Regions from separate parts of the Mus musculus genome. Here region 2 is linked to region 1. A link is a contact called in public HiChIP or PLAC-seq data. All regions are on one chromosome and are shown on one strand. Each heading gives the region's core, a stretch centred on a gene start, on an enhancer-like site or on the middle of the called end of the contact. The rest is flanking DNA. Distances are from core to core; before and after follow the strand shown. Region 1 holds the start of Niban2 (niban apoptosis regulator 2). Region 2 holds the start of Phf19 (PHD finger protein 19).

Evidence for each region. HiChIP or PLAC-seq counts read pairs in DNA pulled down with a chosen protein or histone mark.
Region 2: an H3K27ac HiChIP or PLAC-seq map of embryonic stem cells shows a contact between it and region 1, with 4 times the contacts expected there. The contact joins the promoter of Phf19 here to the promoter of Niban2 in region 1. A contact is called at or near these places in 1 of 39 promoter capture datasets (pre-B cells) and 1 of 115 datasets of contacts at active chromatin or transcription factors (embryonic stem cells).

The regions. Positions count from the first base shown.
Region 1 is chr2:32,873,404-32,877,414 of GRCm38.p6, reverse strand. It overlaps Niban2 (niban apoptosis regulator 2), which reads right to left and starts at 1,281. Exons shown (of 14, transcript NM_146119.2): 1 at 1,011-1,281. The coding sequence starts at 1,065. Gm13523 (a long non-coding RNA gene) reads left to right here. Exons shown (of 3, transcript XR_003954026.1): 3 at 3,435-3,980.
Region 2 is chr2:34,911,647-34,916,036 of GRCm38.p6, reverse strand. Phf19 (PHD finger protein 19) reads left to right here and starts at 2,061. Exons shown (of 15, transcript NM_028716.4): 1 at 2,061-2,096; 2 at 4,235-4,390. The coding sequence starts at 4,241.

The DNA.
Region 1 (4,011 bases), core at 32-2,531:
GTGGTGCCCCAGGCCTTTAATCCCAGCACTTGGAAGGCAGAGGCAAGTGGCTCTCTACGAATTCGAAGCCAGCCAGGTCTACAGCCACAACTACATGGTGAGACCCTGGCTGGGAAAACCAAAACAAAAGAGACTGGCTCAGGATCACACACTTGGGAGAGAAGCTGAAATTACATTCAGGACCGCCAGGCCTGACTTGCCTGTGGTCAGCCAAGCTTTGTTTTGGGATAGCCTGAGATTCTCACCCCATCTCCCACTCCCTACAATGAGCCCAGGATCCTGCACTCCACAGACTTGGGAGCAACTCCCTCTAGAGAAGTGTCCACCGCGCAGTGACAGGCTGAGAGCAAGGCTGGCAGAAGGAAGGTACTGAGAGGTACTGAGAGACTGAACTCTGGCTCTGAGAGAACCAGCTCTGGCCATAAACAGACCCCCTAGGCTGTAGTGCCAGCACTCTGCTGAGGTAAAGCCCAAAGACAGGGACCCGCCCCTTCAAGGGCACCCCATCTCTCCTTAGCCCCACTCTCCACATTCGGTCCCCGGCTCTCTAAGGGCCCATCCCCCTGTAAGCTTCAGCCACGTGTACCCGGACTGAGGCCAGGGCGAGGAGGAACAAGGCAGCTGAGGGGGGAGTCTGGAAGGTCTGACTCTGTGGGGCAGAGTCCAGAGTAGAGGTTAGGCTTGGAACGTTGTTGGGAAAGATGGGGGGCGCGACCCCTCCGCCACGCCTGTAAGTGCATGGTTCTGGCCAGGCTGGGCTCCAAGGGGAGCAGTGGGATCCAGTAGAGAAATGGGATCCCAGGCTCCTCAAAGGGTGAAAGGAGCATACAGAAGGGCCTGGAAGGGCCGTCCAGACCGAGAGAGAACAAGTTCGGAGGAAGAGTAAGGGTCTGGCCGGCTCTCGTCCCGACCTGGGCCTTGACTCTCGAGTACCGCTCCCCATGAGATCGGAGGCGTGGCCCGGGGTGCCCGGGGAGCCCCAGGCCGGCCGGGCGCTGAGCGGTGCTCACCTGCGATGTGCTGGCGCCGTGCGTCATCCAGGTGTGTGGACAGTACGTCTCCCATGGCGAGGAGAAGACGCGGCCGGATCCGCCCGCCGCTACTCAGACTGACGCCGCTGGCGCCATGGAGTCCGCAGGCCCCGCTGCCGCCGTCGCCCCGCAGCCCCGCTGCCGCCTCGGCTGCTCTCTCTGCGCTCCCACCGAGATCCCCACCGCGTCCCTCCCTCCGGCCGCTGCTGCCTCTCTAGCCCGCGCCCAAGCCCCGGCGCCCGCCCCGCCCCGCCCCGCCAGGCCAGGCCAGGCCACGCCCCTGTCGGAGCCACGCCCTCCTCTCCAGTCCAAGGCGGGAGGGGACCTCCAGACAGCGAGGAGACTTAGACAAAGAGAAGATCCCCAGAAAGGAGACCCGGGACGGACCTGCTTGGTGTGCTTCAAATTCAGATAGCAGCGAAGAAAAGGCTGATGGGGGTATCGCAGAAAACGGAGAGCCCTTGGGGCTGTAGCCTAAGCGTCTCCTCTCCCCTCCTCAAGCCGAGGACAATGTAGGGACTACAAGGGGACGCCGGGACGGACGTGTGGGAATTCAGCATTCCTCCTGCCCCCTTCCCCCAGTCTCGCCCACAGCTGCTTGCACTGGGGAAGTCCCCTAGCCTTGATCGGACCTGTCCTAGAAGGTGTGCCAACCCGTCTTGCACAATAGATAGGGGTAGACGGGGAGGGAAAATGGACAAGTATGGGGTGGAAGACTGAGGGACAAGGGAGGGGAAGAGATGGGGCGGGGGGTGCGGGGGGACATGGTTAGAGCTCAAAGATATCATCAAGAGGTCATTCCTCAGGCCCGGCTCGTGGGCGTTTCATTCGAAGGAGGCTTGCTGAACAGAGCAAAGCAGGAAGGCTATTTTTGCACTTTGTTAGACTGTCTGAAATGAAAAGCCGGGACCTCGGACTCTGGGTACTTGTACAGTAGGGCTGGGCATGGGTAGGTAACTAACAGAAGGTGTTTCGGTTTCTGGACCTCCCAAGCCGGTAGAGGAGACTAATTTGATGACTTGGTCTGCACTGCCTGTGTGACCAGGGCTGGCTGTGTTGCTGCTCCCTCACACCTCTTGGCTCACCACTATAATGCGCTCCACCAGTTATTAGCTGCTCTCCCTGTAACCCTGACACCTGGCAGCAGGATTGTAACAGTTACCTATAACTAGGCACCTGTCTTGTAGGCCTGTCACCACCACACCAGGTGATGCAGACTCTCTGTCATGCTTTCCATCAGCAGTCAGCCACTGTGGTGAACACTCATTTGCTAAGCCTCCTGCAAGATGCTGTGCTTAAGTGTAGGGGTGCATGCAGTAGGGAGGACAGATCTGAGGCTGTGGGGCTGGCGAGACGGCTTAGCTTAGCGGTAAGAGCTCTTACTACTCTTGCAAGAGCACTCCGGTCCTTTCCTGGCACCCACATCAGGCAGTTCACAAATGCCTATAACTACATTTCCCGGGTATCTGACTACTACTTCTGCCTCTACAAGCTACTATACTCACCTGGGGTGAATAAATTCATGCAGGAAAACACATGTACATATAAACAAATAAATGATAAGATGTTGAGGTCAGCCTAAACAAGCTGCAAAGCAAGTTTGAGGCCAGTCTAAGACACATAGGAAGACCCTCTTTCAAAAGTTCAATGGCTAAACTGGACAACTAGTGGTGCTCTCGTCTTTAACCCAGCACTCAGGAGGCAGAGGTAGGTGGAGCTCTTGAGTTCGAGGCCAGCCTGATCTACAGAGGGAGTTCTAGGACAGCCAGGGCTACAGAGAGAGACCCTGTCTAGAAAACATGCACACAAACATATACAGGTTTGTGTGCACACACACACATACACATGCACACACACAAGCTACCTATCCTCTATGACCCTGGACAAGTGCATTCCTTGTTGAGCTCAGTCCCCTCACCTGTCAAGTCAGAGTAATGATACTTTGTGGGGAGGCTAGGAAGAGAGAGAGTGCCTACCATAGACAGTCACTTTCTCAATAAACAGAAATGTTGTTCTGGTCCCTGCCCTCCTGAAGTCTGAGGGAGGGAACAGAACATTGTGTTATGAGGACAGTGATTTAAGCACAGTACCAGAGCTGAAAGTTGAAAAACGAGAATTGTGACAGCATGTAGCAAGGAAAGGCCACTCAGGGAGCGGGGCCCACACAGGCAAAGGGCAAGCCTGAGAAAAACAGGATGTGTTCAGAGTCACCAGGAGGAATTGGAGGCAGGCTGGCAGAGATTTTCAGTTTCCTTGTGCAGAGGTGGGCCAGAGAAGGAAAGCGACTTTTGTCCAAGTCTCACAGTAGGGACCCAGGGCCATCACAGTTGACCCTGAATGTCACTTCTCTGGGCTGCCTGAAGCAAGTGATGCTAATAAGCTCATTTTTCTCCTTTCCCTCAGCCTCAACTACAGAACCTAGAAAGGTCTGTGCTGCCTGGGGAAAGGACAGCAAGAGCCAGCTGGGCCCCACCACGACCTGACCGGCTCCTCAGCCAAGCTAGAGGCCTGGGCCAGGTGGAGGACAGTGACTGGTAGCCTGTCCCTAGCCTTCATGGTACACCCAGGCCCAGAGCCTGGGGCACATAAACTTCCCAGAACACATGTCAGGTCCCTGGCACAAGGACCCTTTCCTCTTGGCTTAAAACTCTGTTGTCTGCCATTCAACTACCCCGAGCTCCCATGACCTCAAAAGTGGGAAAATTCTACCTGGTGGTGGTGGTGGTGGTGCATGCCTCTAATCTCAGCACTCAAGAGGCAGAGGCAGAGGCAGGTGGATCTCTGAGTTCGAGGCCAGCCTGATCTGCAGAGTGAGTTCCAGGACTGCCAGGGCTATACAGAGAAACCCTGTCTCGAAAAACCAAAAAAAAAAAGAAAAGAGAGAAGAGAAAAGAAAAGAAAAGCCAGCAAAAATAAAAATGAAAAGGTTCTGTAAACTGTAGGGTGCTGTACCTGCATGTCACCTCTGGTCTTGAAATCT
Region 2 (4,390 bases), core at 812-3,311, 2.0 Mb before region 1:
TATTATTTTTTTTTTTTTTTGATCAGTCCCTCCTGAAATTCCCTCCTCCTGAAATACGGGCCTCTCTGTTACTGTATCCTGTCCAAATGCTAGTTTCTCCATGGACCTTAGCCTGTAAACCACTGTGAATGACACACAACCTTTTTGGTGACATTACAAGTCTCCTGTCTTTAGTATGTCAACACCTTCTCACTTCACACACTGCTTTGGAGTTTACCAAAGCACCTGCTCCTTCTTGAGCCTATGTTAACCTCTCTCTAGGCCACGGCCCCGTGAGGCAGAGTAGTGTTGCCCCCGCTTTGGAACAGATAGGACGGGGTATATAAATAAACCTTGGGGGCTAGCTTACCCACAATCCCCCTGCTCAGAGGCAGAACTGGCCTCATAGCAACAATTCCCTAATTCCATGCTAAAGACCTTTTTTATATAAAAGTGTTACCCCTGTACTGGCTGCCTCACCAGATTGCAGGCCCCATTTCTCTTACTTGCCTTTGTGCCCAAAGCCAGTTGTAGCCCTACACAAGAGAACAGTGGATGAATACAGACTAGACAAAGCACGGTATTTACCTTCTGCCCACCCATGGGGTGACAGGGACTTTGCATACAGTGCCTCTAACCTTCCCAACAGCTGGACAACTAAAGTGACACACTCAATCTCACATCCAGGAATAGGTGGCGCCAGCCTGTGAGTTACAAAGCCAGGCTTGCTCTGTTGTCTCTGTCCCTGGAATCCTAAAGGTGCCTCTGGCCAGCCTAGAGGCTCATGACAGAGCTTCCTGTACAGAGAAGGGTTATCTCTGCAGAAAGTGGTGTGCAGCTATGCCTTCCTGGGCTGGAAGAGCCTGTCTGGTGGGGCTGCTACCAACTTCCTTTCCAGGCTCAGCCAGATTCTGCTGTGGGTCAAATCCTCAGGAGGAGCAGTAAGACCCAGAAGTAAAGGGGAATGTGGGCATGTGGAAGAGGACTCCTGTATCTCAAACTGAGGGGGCAGACAGGAGCTGCAGGCCAGACTGCCCACACCCCAGGGAGCAGAGGGCCAATGTGAACCCTGAAAAATGAACAGGGAAGGCTCTAGGAGGAAAGAGCACACCAGGAATGCACTCATCCCAGCAGGGTGTGTCTGCAGGGAGCCATTCGAGCAGGTGCAGTGGGCAGTCCAGATTGAAAGCAGGGATGCAGGTAGGGGGTGTTGACCGACACTATCTCAAGCTCTGGCGCCAAGAGTGCGTCTGGTTCAGGACACTCTGGTTTTTTTCTCCTGGAGGGAGATCTTATCTGATTGGAGCCCTATCCACAAGATCTGTCTTAAGCTTGCCCTTTTCATATTTGCCGTGTTTGTGCACATGGTCTGTGTGACTATCTCTTTTACACTGTTAACTCTACAGTGCGTGACTGGCATACTCGAGTGGGTCTTGTGGTCACTGTGTCGGGGCTCTATGTTGCTGACTTGTGTATGCCTTGCACGTGGTTTCGCGGGAGTCTATGCTGAGGGCAGTGTCATTTGAGTGTTGTGACTTATGGCACACATATATATGTGGTGTGTGTCCTGTGTCTGATTCTCTTAGGCTTTTCCTGGTCTCCAAGGAGTAGTGTGGAATGTTGGTTCTGTAAGATCAAGGTGCTGGGAGACCAACCCGGGTCGTGAAGGGTCTGGGTGTAGTAGCTGTGTGCGTGTGGTGTGCGTACGCTCGCCCAGCCGTGGTTCTGTACAGCTGTGTTTCCGCGTGTGCCCGCTGGACTCGCTGCGCGGGGGCGGCCCCGGGAGACGCTGCGGGGCCCCGCCAGCCGCGGGCTCCAATGGCAAAGCCGGTGCGGCCCCTGCTAATTACATAAGCGGGGACGTCAATAATTCGCGGGAAAACGCGAAAAAGATGGCGCCCCGCGCCCGGGGGGCCCCTTCCTGAGCTCACCGGCCCCTCCCTCCCCGCGTCCCCTCCTCCCCGCGGCGCCCCCGCCCCGCCCCGCCCCCGCCGAGACCCCTACCCCGGCCCCAGGGGCGGACACTCGGCCAGGCAGCCCTGGGCCGAGCGCACCGCCGCCGCCGATGTGCCTGGTGGCCAGACTCCAAGTGGGACCGGCTGACGCGCTGCCTCGCGGTAAGTCCCGCGCTGCGGGCGCCCCGGGAGTGTCCGCGTTTCACGCTTTAATCCCTGCACACGACCCCTCTCCTAGAAACCTAGATTGAGCCCTAGGATCCCCGGGCGGGGGCTGGAGGCTGCGCGCTTGTGGGATGGGGATAGAGATGGAGCCCGAGCGGTACCCTCAGGGCAGCGGGAGTCCCAGCCACAATCCCAACGCTGGCCAGGGTGTGGGTGACAGGTCTCCGTTTGTGGCCGTGTGCCTTTTCTTTTCCATTTAAAGCTATGGAGAGGAGGATAGGCAGGACATTTGGGATTTTGCTCACGTCCAAAGTAAGGCACGATCGGCTGGGAGCGGGAGAAAGTTTGCAATTAGAGCAACTGAGGAAAGGAGTGCCTGAAGCTGAAGGGGACACTTTCTGCAAGCTATCCTCCCCCCTGAACACCCTTTTAAAAAGCCAACGGCCGCCCTGGAGAGGCCTCGGCGCATGAATCATGCGCGCTTCCTGCCCCCGCCCGGCCCCGCGCGCCCAGTGCCGCGGATTTGAACTGGACTCCGACGGGAACCCGCAAACAAGCATTTCTGTGCCGATGGGTTTGAATCAGCCAATCACAGCCCTCGGGGGCCCTCTCCAGGAGGATGGAGGCGGGATGGGGGGGCCACCACCCGGGGGCCCAGCACGGCCTCGGGGGCGCAGCGACCCGGCTTGCCCCCAAAAGCTCAGTGGGGGAGGAAATGTCAGTTTGTGAACCTGCTGAGGCCGGCCGGCCCTGCGGTACTCCAGGCCCAAGCAAGCAGGGACCTCCCAGCTCCCAAAGAGCCAAGTGCCAGGGAAGAGGGCAAAAGTTCTGACTACAGCCCACACCTGGTGCTTGTGCCTCTGCCCTGGAATAAAAGACAGGAGGGAGAGAAGGCAAGAGGAGCTTTACTCCCATCATCGGGAGACCCAAGACCCTGACTATGCCCTGCCGCCCCAGGCCCCTCATATGTCCACGTGTATTTAGTTTTACGTATAGGACTAGCACATTGCCAGACTAACCTTCTCTGAAGAGGCACTCACATGGAAACACACCCAGAGCTGTCTTCTTGTGGGCTGGCAGGGCACCAGGTGCCCAACACCTAGGCAGAGGGAGAGACCCTGAGCAGGAGCGCCCCCACCATCCCCACACACGGCAAGCTGTGTTTGACCTTAGAGTGTATGTATGTGGAGGAATGTGATGCCAGGTGAGCCCCCCGGAGGGGAGAAAGCAATAATGCTGGCCACTCCTGAAGGTTTGGGAAGCCACAAACCTTCTGGAAGATTCCTGGAGGGAAGCTGGGTGTCCTGAGACTCCCCGTACCAGGTGCCAGCCAGTAGTAGCAAGCGACAGGCTCAGGAAAATAGGCTTGGAAAAGATGAATGAAATAATTGATGAAGAAAACTGAGACAGAGTTGGAAGCAGAATACGCTGGGGAATTGGGCAGGATGCTCCAACCATTCTAGGGTGGAGATTTGGAGATTCTCAGGCCACTGCACCAGGAGCCACTGTGGCAGGGAAGCGAAAGGCAGCACTTCAATGAGATGGGGGAGAGCCAGATGTGTTAGGTGCAATGGGAATGGCTTAGCTGCTGTGGGCAGATGTGCTTCAGACAGGTTTAAATGCCCCAGACTGGTTCCCATGAAGTCATCAGTTAATTGAGAATAGAAAGGGGAATTACAAAAGGAGGGCATGTAGCTATGTCACACGGTTCCCATGCCACCTCAAAAGTTTTCAGTACTAGGTGGGCCTTTCTCTGAACACATTTTAGGGGAAACATAACATCTTAAGTGCTTGCATCCTCAGAACTGGCCCACATATGGGACAAAGCCTCAGCCTCCTGGACTCGTAGTGGGGTTCAGATCCATGGGTCCTTTGCGCCAGGCACAGTGGGAAGATTCACTCTCTTAGAAGCAGCTAGGTATGGTATAGAGCCACCTTGACTCCTTGTGAGCCATGGCCCTGCCTCTGGGTCATCGGCCACTTCTCCTTGCGTCTCCTGTTTCCCTATCCCTAGAATGAGATAATAATGTCTCCCTCCCAGAGTTGTCCTGTCAATAAATGCATTTGAGAGCCTTACAGAATTTCAGGAGCAGGTGGCAAGATAAACATTGTTCTTTCTTCTCCGATGTCAGCAGAAGCTAATGGAGACTCAAGCTCTGGAACCAGGGACTCTGGAAGCCTTTGGTGCCACCAGTCCTAACAAGGGGGGCCTGTCTAAGACCAAAAAGAACTTCAAAGACTTGATGTCTAAGGTGACAGAGGGACAGTTCGTGCTATGCAGGTGGACAGAC